2 separate regions of the Choristoneura fumiferana genome follow, and region 1 is linked to region 2. The links are chromatin contacts, called in public Hi-C maps. All regions are on one chromosome and are shown on one strand. The core of a region is the stretch at or near the end of the contact, and the rest is flanking DNA. Distances in the headings are between cores, read along the strand shown. Region 1 holds the start of LOC141432682. Region 2 holds the start of LOC141432673.

What was found. A called contact is a pair of places that touch in the nucleus more often than the background predicts.
Region 1: a Hi-C map of whole pupa shows a contact between it and region 2, with 4 times the contacts expected there. The contact joins the promoter of LOC141432682 here to the promoter of LOC141432673 in region 2. A contact is called at or near these places in 2 of 2 Hi-C or Micro-C datasets (both in whole pupa).

Annotation. Positions count from the first base shown.
Region 1 is chr11:8,410,401-8,416,231 of NRCan_CFum_1, reverse strand. It overlaps LOC141432682, which reads left to right and starts at 3,820. Exons shown (of 7, transcript XM_074094387.1): 1 at 3,820-3,905; 2 at 4,255-5,101; 3 at 5,280-5,444; 4 at 5,769-5,831. The coding sequence starts at 4,272. It overlaps LOC141432684 (ubiquinone biosynthesis monooxygenase COQ6, mitochondrial-like), which reads right to left and starts at 2,966. Exons shown (of 9, transcript XM_074094398.1): 1 at 2,602-2,966; 2 at 2,299-2,489; 3 at 1,659-1,907. The coding sequence starts at 2,794. It overlaps pyx (transient receptor potential channel pyrexia), which reads left to right. Exons shown (of 15, transcript XM_074094397.1): 15 at 1-1,652. The coding sequence ends at 294.
Region 2 is chr11:8,242,037-8,247,809 of NRCan_CFum_1, reverse strand. It overlaps LOC141432673, which reads right to left and starts at 4,443. Exons shown (of 4, transcript XM_074094377.1): 1 at 4,202-4,443; 2 at 3,344-3,362; 3 at 2,677-2,762; 4 at 2,196-2,430. The coding sequence starts at 4,219. The coding sequence ends at 2,206. LOC141432671 (synaptosomal-associated protein 25-like) reads left to right here. Exons shown (of 8, transcript XM_074094374.1): 8 at 1-1,265.

The DNA.
Region 1 (5,831 bases), core at 2,571-5,070, 170 kb before region 2:
TGTAAGGAAGAGCCAGGAGCTCCAAAACCTCAGCTTATTAAAAGAAAAAGCAATTTGTTTGATCGGTATTCATCCGAGAGCCAGCAAGTAGAAAGGCGAAAAAGAACTACTTCGGGATCCGATAACAGGAACAGGCCTATATCAATGAACATAAGCGCTATACAGGAAATATGCATGGTGGATATTAAAACTCAGTTGACAGAGTTGACCAAAAAGATAAATAAGTTGGTTGAGGTTACTGACTCCAGGTTAAATATAATTGAAAAGAAATTGGATAGTATTCCGCCATCTTAAGTGTAATTTTGCATAAGTTAATATTTATTTATTAAACTTGAGGAAAAAGCAAATGTTTGAGGTGTGCCGCTGATGTGGCAATCCTTAGTTAAGACTAAGGCTAGAAGATAAATGAGAAAGTGTATCATAAGTTGATATTAGACAATAAAAAAATACTATAAAACTGAGAAGGAAAACTTTTCATATTCAATATATGTAGAAGAGTGCAGGGTAAAAAAAAGATAGCCAGGTGGCCAAGTGGTTAGAGAACCTGACTATGAAGCTTGAGGTCCTGGGTTTGATTCCCGGTCGGGGCAGATATTTGTATGAATAATATGAATGTTTGTTCTTGGGTCTTAGATGATTAATATGTATTTAAGTATGTATTTATCTATTTAGGTATGTTTATCTGTTGCCTAGTATCCATAGTTCAAGCTTTCCTTAGTTTGGGACTAGGTCAATTGGTGTCAAGTGTCCCATGATGATACTGAAATAAAATTCAAGTAGAACTATTTTCCACTTACACAAAGGCTGATATTAAATTTACATATTTTTGTGTAATTCAAGGTCTGAATTATGAATTAACTTATGAACTGAATTATGGACTTTTACAATAACAGTTTCTGTGCCAAACTAGTTAGTGCTTGTACCATCAGCCAAATATGTGGTCTACCACCCTAAAGTTGATAATTGTTTGCATGTCACAAAACAATAATGCTAATAGATGTGTCTGTCAACTTGAAAGTTCGACTTTAGCGACATATTCATTTGATAGGAACTTATTTAAAAATGATAAACCACTTATTTGGCTGATGGTGCCGTGAGGTATGTTTGACAACTTTAATAATACATGTATGTCACATTTGTGTGGTTAAGTAACTAAATGAGCCAGTCAAAAGTAAGACTGTAACATCAAACAGACCTCTCAATACTAACACGATCTTGCAACACCTGTCAAGAAACCCCCATTATTTACATTTATTGATATTTCCTGATATAGTTCATTTCCCAAGGTAGTAAAAAATCATAAACAGGCCCAATAACATGCTTAAGCAAAACACAAATAAATGCAACAACTGATAAAACTCAGTATGTCGTTGATTTTTATAGGCAAGCAATTTTAACTGTAGTCTCAAACAGAAAGCTTTGTAAGATGCCTGTTTATATTATTATAAACATCTCAAAAAAAAAAACTGTTCATAGTAACATTAGTTAGAACAACATATTGGATGTTACAACCAAGAAAAAGTCTCAATAAAATCTTATATACCAAAATAACGCTGGTTTTAACAACCAACCATGTTTAACAACCAAATATAGCTGTCCCTTCCATGTCATTGTACCTAAACAGTTTTCACTGTGTTATTGATTACATGATTACTTACCAATAATCTGCAAGAGTAAACATCACCATTGTTCATTTTGACTAAGCTGTCAGTTGTATTATTTGTTGGTAATTCATAACCTGAAATCTTGGCCCCATATATAATTTCAACATTTTTTATTTCTGATGAAGTTAATTCAGTGTTGACTGCATGTTGTAGGACATCATTTTCTACTATGTATGCTACATCTTCATCAAGAATCTCAGCACTGTTGAATGTTATGATAGCATCGGAACATGCATCCCAGACCTACAAGTAAAGAATGGATTATGTATCATATTTACATAGTGGTATAACTGTAGGGTGGGCTCACAGTAAACTAAACCTGGTACAGAAATAAAAAGAAGTGATTTTTGTAACATAAATTGTTGTTTTAACAGGCCTCCCAAAATGAATGTGTAGATAAATAAGGGGAAAAGTTCCTTGAGAGTTTAAATATAAAATAATGTTTTTTTTCCTTTTCTGGTAACTGCAATCAGTTGAAAGACTTTAATTGGATTGGATGAGGGTGGTTCATGATTTGCATGGGAATAAGGCCATTGTTGTATTCTCCTTTTATAACACTTGGCATGTTTTCAGCCTCACAACGTTGTTATCAATGTTTAGCAGCAAAATAATGTTGCAGTAGGTATATTTTTACCTGCATATTACGTACAGGTTGTAGTCTCATCTCCTCAACATGTTGCCAAACTTTTAGAGATTTCATCAAAGTTTTTGTCTTTTGACTCAAGGCGACCACTCTATTGCTGTATTCTGGCTTCAGATGAAACTGTTTGTTCGGACTTCCCTCTAATAATAATATTTTAAGGTTGGAAAGTATGGAGTTCTTACCTAAAACAGACAAATTGAGCAAGTTGCAATATTTTGAAGGATAATTACATTACCATAATCAAACTATTATAAAGTAATAAACACCTCAAATAAATTGTTATTTTATTCTTACCTAAAGCGCAAGCCAAACTGCATCCAACCATTCCGCCACCAGCGATAATAACATCATATTGGCTTTTTATTTCGTGTTTTTTATTCGAATCAGTGCTTAAATTTCGACTGTAAACTCTGTAAACTTTCGACTGTAAAGTTTCTATTTTTCTAACAAGTATGAAATTGCGGTGAATGTTTTTTGGAAGCAACATTTTTAATAAGTTTGCAATAGTAACGTTTTCTTCTATTAATAGCGCAAAATTGACAAAAAACCTTGCAGATATAATTTAATTTTCTTAGAATTCGCAAATCGCAAATAGTTATATTTTTTGCATAGGATTAGAGGTTACCTTTTTATTTTTATATTGTCTTTGGTTTGATTGAGTTGACAGTTGACTGACAGAAATTTTATATTGCCATATACAAATTATACAATTTAAAGTGTTTTTTTATTTTTATTTTTATGTAAAAATTCAATAAATGGTTTTATTTAAAGTAATACATATGAAATTTATGTTAAAATTCTTAGTGTAAAAGATTTAAAATATAGCATTTATGGCTATAAGGCGTGCTTGTACAGCATGACGTAGAGTTATCCGGAGAAAAAAGGATGGTGACTTATGAGATAGTTCAGCTACTCACTACAAGATGGCGCGAGCAAACACATCGAAGCTAAAATATTGGTCAATAATATGTTTTTTTACCTTGAAAAATTGTTTTATTTTTAAACTTAAAATATCCCGGGATTTTTGGTCTGGCTTATTTTTGGTAATACTAGTCTTTACTAGCAGTTTTGCTCGCGGGAATAATCATTAGGTTAAAAATTTACGTCGTGGTCCTAATTTAAGTTTAAGAAGAAGACTTGAGACAAATTTCATGCGTTTAGACAGAGATTATGATTTCAGGATTTTCGTGCGTACATCCCTATCAAGTGGGAATATCGGGTTAAAAAGTAGCCTATGTGTTCGAGATGGCGATCCAGCAACCTACTTTCTATAATTTCATTTAAATCCGACCAGCCGTTTGAGCGTGAAAGAACAAATACATACACACCTTAAATTACTCGAAATATAAGTTCAATAATATTGGAGAGGACGGTAAAGGATAAATAGTTGCCTATTTACGTTTATCTAATTAGGTTTTCAGTTACCCGTAGTAACAGCAAAACACAGTTTAAATTGTACCTTCTCGTTCATTATTTCTCGTTTATAAAAAAATGCTATTTTATTAGTCTACTAAAATGTTGCTAAACGAAAGAATGTGTCGTAATATTTTCTAAATTTGATGAATTTGTACATTATACCATTATAAGTACGTCTTGAGGTAGGTACGTAGGTACTCGTAAATAAGATGCTTTGTAATTTATTGCAGATCAATTATAATGTTTTCAGTGACAAAAAGATAGGTAGGTTTTTCATCAAGCATTTATGATAGATTAGGTAAAGTGGTACTATAGATGATTCGATTACCTAATAATAAATGTTTTCGGAATTAATGCTATAACATTGACCTCGCGCAGAGTATCTGCGCAAGCTGCTATGGCAACGATTACTGCAACAAACGCTCACCAAAGCTATTCCCTTGAAATACACTACTTTGTCAAGTACTATCTGTATCTTAGCAATGAACCACAGCTGTAGCGTATTTGCAAACTCTTGTCTTAAACTTCCAGTGGATCCGATTAGTAAAATGCCGAAGCCCGAGTACGAGCGAAAGGATAAAATTATCACCTGCCAGAATTCCGTGGATTCTTCTTCAAACTCCTCAGTATACGCCGTGAAAGTGAATACGGAGAAAATAAAAGACTTCTATCGCAGCATCCCAGATTACAACGATATAAACCACTTGCCGGCTGAAGAATTTTACTCCACTTTAAAATCTTTACGCCAGAAAAAGAAAGTCATGTTAGAGTTTGCTGTGGATCAGATAGATGACTCAAATAGCGAAAATACTCTAGTTAGAGAAGATGCATATAGCAATCATAATGCAGTGAATGATAAGTCTGTTAAGACAGTTTACAACAGTTCTCTTAGGCGTAAATACAGTGCAGAAAAGAAAGATGCCAGTCGAGATTTCTGTGGAGCTACAAACCTGAATAGAAGATCTAATATCGATACTGCACAGTCATCGAAGAATTTAACAGTATCAGCGATGAAACAACCGCAAAAAAAGTTGACTGTTAGCAACCTCGAAGTGACAATAGACGACGATCCGAAAATGAGCACAAGCAAAAGTAGTTCTATGAAAGAGAAAAACAAAACTAATAAAGCTAAAAGAAACCACTCGGCCTGTTCCATATCGTGGAATGACGATAAAATTGAAACAAAAAATGAAGTTGATCAAAAGTTTCAGAAGTTTTTTGACGGCGCAGAATATTCCAAATTAAAAAAAGTTTATGTAGACGACGAATTCAAAACTCAAAGTATGCCTTCGAGCCCTTTACGAGGAAAGCGTTCCGGGTCTCCTCCAAGGAGACGTAAAAGTATTACTGTACCAAAACCATTTAAAATGACTGAAAGGTAAGTACCTGATATTTTTCAGTTTTCAGTGTCTGCAGTTGCCCTTTGCACTTGAAGAAACGCGAGTCTAAGCAACTCTTTTGACTTCAAATGTAAAAAACAATGACAGAAAAGGAGGTACTTATATGTATTTAATTTTAATAATTTCTAATTGCTTCATCATTGATTGTGATAACAGAGATGAAGATGAGAGAGCCGTAAACGAGTTACGTTGTCTCCAGAAGTCCTTTTCTGAAGACATGCTTCATCGGAAGTGTGATCGAAAGCAATTCCGCACCAGACCGGTGCCCATAGAATCTCGAATCCCTCTTTACGACAAGATTCTTGAAGACCAGGCTATGAGGTTTCCATATTCTTACATGTGCACATTTTATTTATGCTTGTCATTAGATCACCAGTTTGTTTTGAGATCTGTTATCATCAAAAAACACAAGTTTATTCACATACCTTATCTTTATTTTATATCTTACAGGTTGATTTGAGCCTCGGAGAGCTCTACCCTGATTCCTTCTTAATGATTTGCTGCTATAAATAGGTATTTTTTGTTTGTTTTTAGTTTTTAATTGTGTATTACGTTTGCGCTATTTTTATTTTATTTATTATTTTTATCTTATTTTTTAATAGTTACGTATGAGGTAATAAATTAAATGTAACGTAACTATTCTAGACGAGCTATAACCAAAATCAACAGTGAAGCAGAGCTCCGTGCGAAGATGAAACCCTTTAGCTT
Region 2 (5,773 bases), core at 3,194-5,693:
TACGATAAATTTTAACCACTTAACCCACATTAAGGCTCCCGATTACTAACATGACACAAATGGAAAAGTATTGATTTGTATGTAGTGTAAATAGTCCTCTTGTGACTTAGTTTCCATACAAAACTTAAATTTATTTTTTTCGAGTAATATTTTTTTTCCATTTTTAGCGTATTAGTATTTAATCAACTTAGCCTTAATGTGGGCTAAATAAAATTATCATACATGGATTTTTAACACAATATAAATGCTCAAGGTTTGTGTTGGCGTTGTAGACTACATTTGGTCGATTTTAGTCTTATACCTTGAACTTTGGACCTTGTTACGCCCTTGGTATACAACTTATCTACAGCTTATTTGTCAGTTTAATTTGCCGTTGCACGACGATAAAGTTGAAAATACAAAAACAGAAAAAAAGTGCTACTTACATAACTAATTATATCAAATATACATAATATATATCATATAATATAACAGATTGTCAGTCGCAGCTCACTCGTTTGAATCAGCACGTTTTTATTTAATTTTTCAAAATTCAAGCGCTTACAACAACACCCCTGGATTGTTAAAATAATTATAGAATAGAGAAAAAATATCTAAGCTAGTAAAGAGTTAAATTATTTAAGTGGAGGTGCGTTTAACTTTATCGCACGGAAATTATATCGACACTAATGTTTATAGTAAATATAAGATAATGTTGAGAAACGATGAGGTAGTTATTAGCAATAATTCAGGCTCACTGTGCTATTGTTATGAGACGAGGGTTAAATGCGGGCAAACCAGATAACTAGCGCATAGTTTTTATCGTGTACATAAATATGAGTCACCAAAAGACCCCCCCCCCCTGTTATGATTCTTTTTGTTAAAAAAAAACCATGTCGGTTTAATGATCTCTAAACAATTTTTACCAATCGTGCAAGCAATCCGCGATTACAAATGCTAGAGAGATACGTCATGTCATGCGACAACTTCATTGGTTTAAAATTTATTCATTGGTTCATTTCGTTGGGGGCATACACTAAATTCCATCACTAATTTAGGTTAGGGGGGGGGGCTGGCAATATGTGACACACAAAGCTAATTATTGAGATTTTATTAGGAACTAATTAATAAGTGTGACAACATAAATGGTCCCTTACAATAAATGGTTTGAATCATACCTATTATTAATTGGCTATAATTAAGAATATCTTATAAATACCATGGTTGCAATAAATAAATAAATATTATGTTGGTGATAGTTGGGTTTGTGGGATTATGCATTAAAATAGACATATTTTGCTTTTCTATGACAACTTTTAAAGATATTTGTTAGGAATTACGTTATAAAAATCCTGACAGATATACCTACTGGCGGACTAATAAGAGAATTTAAGGAGACTAGTCCATTAATAATAGAGAACATTTAGTACCCAATAACTAAGTTTTCTCGTAACTAGTTTAGATGGAAGCCTGTAAGAGATCCCTTTTTGGGGATAAGCTCGCCTTTGTACTTCTCTTTGTGTAGGTAATCTGTAATTATATTTTATATTTTTAGGTGCAATAATGAGTTTACATACATAAGTACTAATAAGTACATCCTAATACCTTAAATTTCGTGACACGGAATTGATCTCGATGAAGCTCTATAAGTAAAACGCACATGTGCGTTTCAGGAAGAAAATGTGTTTGCTCGTCGAGTATTAACTGGAATGTATACTTTGTTCAGGATAAATGCTATTGTGCTAGAGGGCTGTAATTTATTCCATCTTTATCTAACATACTTAGTTAAAAATTACTTTTTAAATATTTGTAACTACTCAAACAGTCTATTGAAAACTTGTTCTTTAAAAATTTCATAGCATATAAAAAAATCTATTAGTGTTAGCATAGCTAGCTATTTATAGGTATACTATGTACTATTTGGATGTAAGTAATGAATTTTTGTTAAATAAAATTGGTGATTCTAATAAGTAGGTAGGTTATAACCTTATAATTAAAATATTATTTAACCAAAATTAGTGTTATTTATTTCTTATTTATAAAAACTATATTTTAACTGAGTAAAACTAAGAAAAGAATCATCATAATCGGTTTACCTAAAAAAAAGTATGAGGACATTTTATTATAAATTATGTAGTTGATTTGACAACTTTCTTATTCCTTTTTAAATTGGTTAAAAATTAAATATACCAAATAAAGTTAATAAAAAGCCTCAATAAAAAAGCTCTAGGTATATTCTTCCATGCCCTTCTCATGTGGCCACACTTGCGAAAAGTTAGCGACTTGTAACGCGTACCCCGTGACACCAATATCGATGGGCAGTAAAGTATATTGCACCTTGAATATTAAAATTTGCTCAGCTTGGTCGTAATCCGTGTCCACTTTTGACAGTTTTTTTCCGAACTCAACCCGCAGATAGGTATACCGAATGTACATATCTGACCTGTTGTGCTAAAAAGGAAATGTTTATTTAAGTAAATATAATGAAACACGAAATGCAGTCACTAGAACGTGTGCAATTGGGGACATTTTTTTTATCACAGCAATAAGGCTCAAACAGACTAAGACACCTAACATGGTACACAGTGTATACACACGCAGTGTCACTGCCTGTACACCTATAATGTCACCAGCAGCAATACAGAGTTACCTCTTGTATGCACTAATAATAAACAATAAAATAAAATATTAACTTACTCGAACCGGCAGCTTGTACACAGATGTAAAAGCTGGTATCTGACCCCTGTATTTAAACGCGAGTTTCTCATTTAGCACGTGATACCCTAAAAACAAAACAGAATCAGGAACGTCAATTTGAAGGATTTCGACGTGATTTTTGGGAAAGAGATGGGCCAGAGAGTGACAATAGGCTACTTTTTATCCCAGAAAAAATGCAGTTCCCGAGGGAACAGCGCGCGATAACCGAACTCCACGCGAGCGAAGCTGCGGGCAAAAGCTAGTATTAAGTATAAATGCAAAAGTAATTCTGCCTGTTTGCTTTTTCTACAAACAAAACTAAACTATAAACTAATAACATTTTGGTTGAAGGAAAACATCTCGAGAAAAACGCACGCAAAATGCAGTTCGATGATGTATGAATGAAGTTCCCAAGCGGCACTGGCTGGGCCCACATTGGAAGTATTGGAACTACTGCCCAAACTGTCTTATTCAGACAGGAAGCCTGTGTCCAGTCGTAAAACGAAAATTAGATAAGGTGTTAATAATTAAATAACTGAAAACTTGAGTAAGTAGTTTGTTCTGAATCGAGAAGAGGATTGTTTGCACATAAGCACAGAATAAGTTATAGTAGGTAGAAGACATAAGGTACTTTAAATAAAACAGGTTGCGATTTTGAAATACTTACCTCTTTTATTCTGCCGAGCCTAAGAGTTTTACAAATGCAACATAAACATGTCTTATAATAAATAGAAGAAAATAAAAGTAATATTTCGGAAAGTGTTTTCCGTCTAATGTTATATATATAGTAGGTAACAAAAATATTCCTGTTTCCGTCAGTTTTGATTTGCTCCAAAAAAGAACGAAGCGCAACTGACAAGTAGGTAGGTACTACATATTATCGACGGTAGAAAGTAATTTTGTCGTATCTAAAAAATAGAGGTTTACACCAGAGTAAAAAAAAACAATTTGAATAATATAACTTTTCAACTAAAAGAGATTAGAGTAGAATTACTGATTTGGCAAAACATAGAAATATATTTTGAAATAGTCAGGTTATTTAAAAGGAAAAAAACCTAACTAATATTTACAAACATACATTTACAAAAAAGAGAAAACCTAACTAATTTAACCGCTTTAGGTCGTACCCGGGGCGAATGTTCCCATAGCACTGGCAGCGTTGCCTCGTTGTATTGCTATGGAAATGTGCTGCACAGGAACGACCCAGAGCGGGGCTCGGCTCCGCGTCATGTAGCCGGCGGCCTAGCTCCCTCAACAGCGCCTTTGCCTCTTCGCTCCAAGGACCAGCAGTTTCGACGGCAAATGGAATGAACTCGTAGTCTGGCGTTAGTGCGGCATATTTGGTATGTTTTAATTTCACCTTATTTAAAGGATATAATACATTAAATTCACTTTAAAAAAAGTTAGGGTGTCTGAAGTTTCCGGTTTAAAAATTAACACCTTGTAGATAACCGAAGATGATGATAGGCCAATCGCAAACAAGAAGACTGTAGATGTAACACATAATTTATCCCTAGATACCTACTATTTTATTTCTCACCATATTCAAAAAATCCTGTAGATGTCACTATCGCTACACAAGTTACTAATATAGCGACATTCTGGCCCAGCAAATATCCCATAGTTAGATCGATAGAGCCTATACTATACACACACTCATCTGTGGATAGATCATTCAGGTAGTCTCCGTGCAAATAAACAATTGCTTCCTTATCATGTGTTGACAATTGATTCGATACAATTATTAAAAGCAATAACTCAAGACGCTGATTAAATCTTTTTACATTCTGACATTATAAGTCGGTGAAGATTGTGTGTTCTCATACGACGCAAGGCCGCGGCCATATGAAATCGCTCGACGCTCGTTTCCAGTGTCAAATCTGGTCACGTGACATATAGCAATAAAGCTGAAAATGTTAAGCTTTATCGCTGGAAAAAACAAAAAAAAACCTCTTCAATTTCGGCAAAAACCCTTTTTTTTCAATCACTCAATTTCTTTTATTTGTACCACTGCCACGACTGCTACTAAATGAGATTAAGAAATCAGCTTCCAAGGCTAAGATCAATCCTGCAAGAAGCCATCTTGTCGCTGCTGCTCGACGCGGTGACTTGACGCTACTTTTTTTGAGTCGCTGGAAATTAAAAATTACCTTCAAAATGGTTTTTTTTTTAATGTATATAAACTAATTTCGGTCAATGTTTGTAACTAATCAGTAAGTATTTTAAAAAGCAAAATGTAAATAAATAAATGTAAGTTTACACCACACACACACAACAATAACACATCAAAACAAAACAAAAATGAAAAAAAATATACACTCAACAATCAATATCAGTTACATTTAGGAGTTGGGTAATGTTACTGCCGTTTTGTACGAAAAGGCTACTTTTTCGGCTTTACTTCAAAATCAAAATATTCAAGTTTCTATGAAAAGTACCGCGGATGCAGTTGCCAATTAGTGCCATCTTATGTTGAGTAGCAAAACTACAAGGACGGAGGAAGTTAGGCGTTGTGAAGTTGATAAAACACAGTTAATAGATGGCAGTGCAACTTATCAACTGAGACGTTTTGAAATTCAAAAACTATAGAATAATCGCTCTACTCTACATAGTTTCTGTAATTAAATTTCTAGCATAAGTAATATTTTTACTATCTATATCTTTTTATTATAAAAATGAATCCCTATTTCCCTTGGTCACAGCATCACGCGTGAACGGCTGGACCGATTTCGCTAATTCTTTTTTTGTTGTTTGCTATTGTCAGGAGAAGGTTCTTATAAAAGAACATTTAGAAAATTAAAAAAAACTACAGCGGGGGGGGGGGCGAAGCCGCGGGCACGCTAGTTAAGTAATACCATTTTTCATCACACATGCTCGTCAATGACGTTATTCCATGCCTGTATACTAAAAGACAATGACCTCAATTGTTCCCGCGGGAATTATGGATTTACGTAAGTATAGTTTTCCTCCCCAACGGAGTTATGACTTTAGTTTTAAAAAGTTAGTTGTTACGTCATTTCCTCAGAGGAAGTATATAGGTTTCAAGACTTAAAAGTCAGCCAACGTTTTATTTACATCTTTAAAACTTAGATATAAC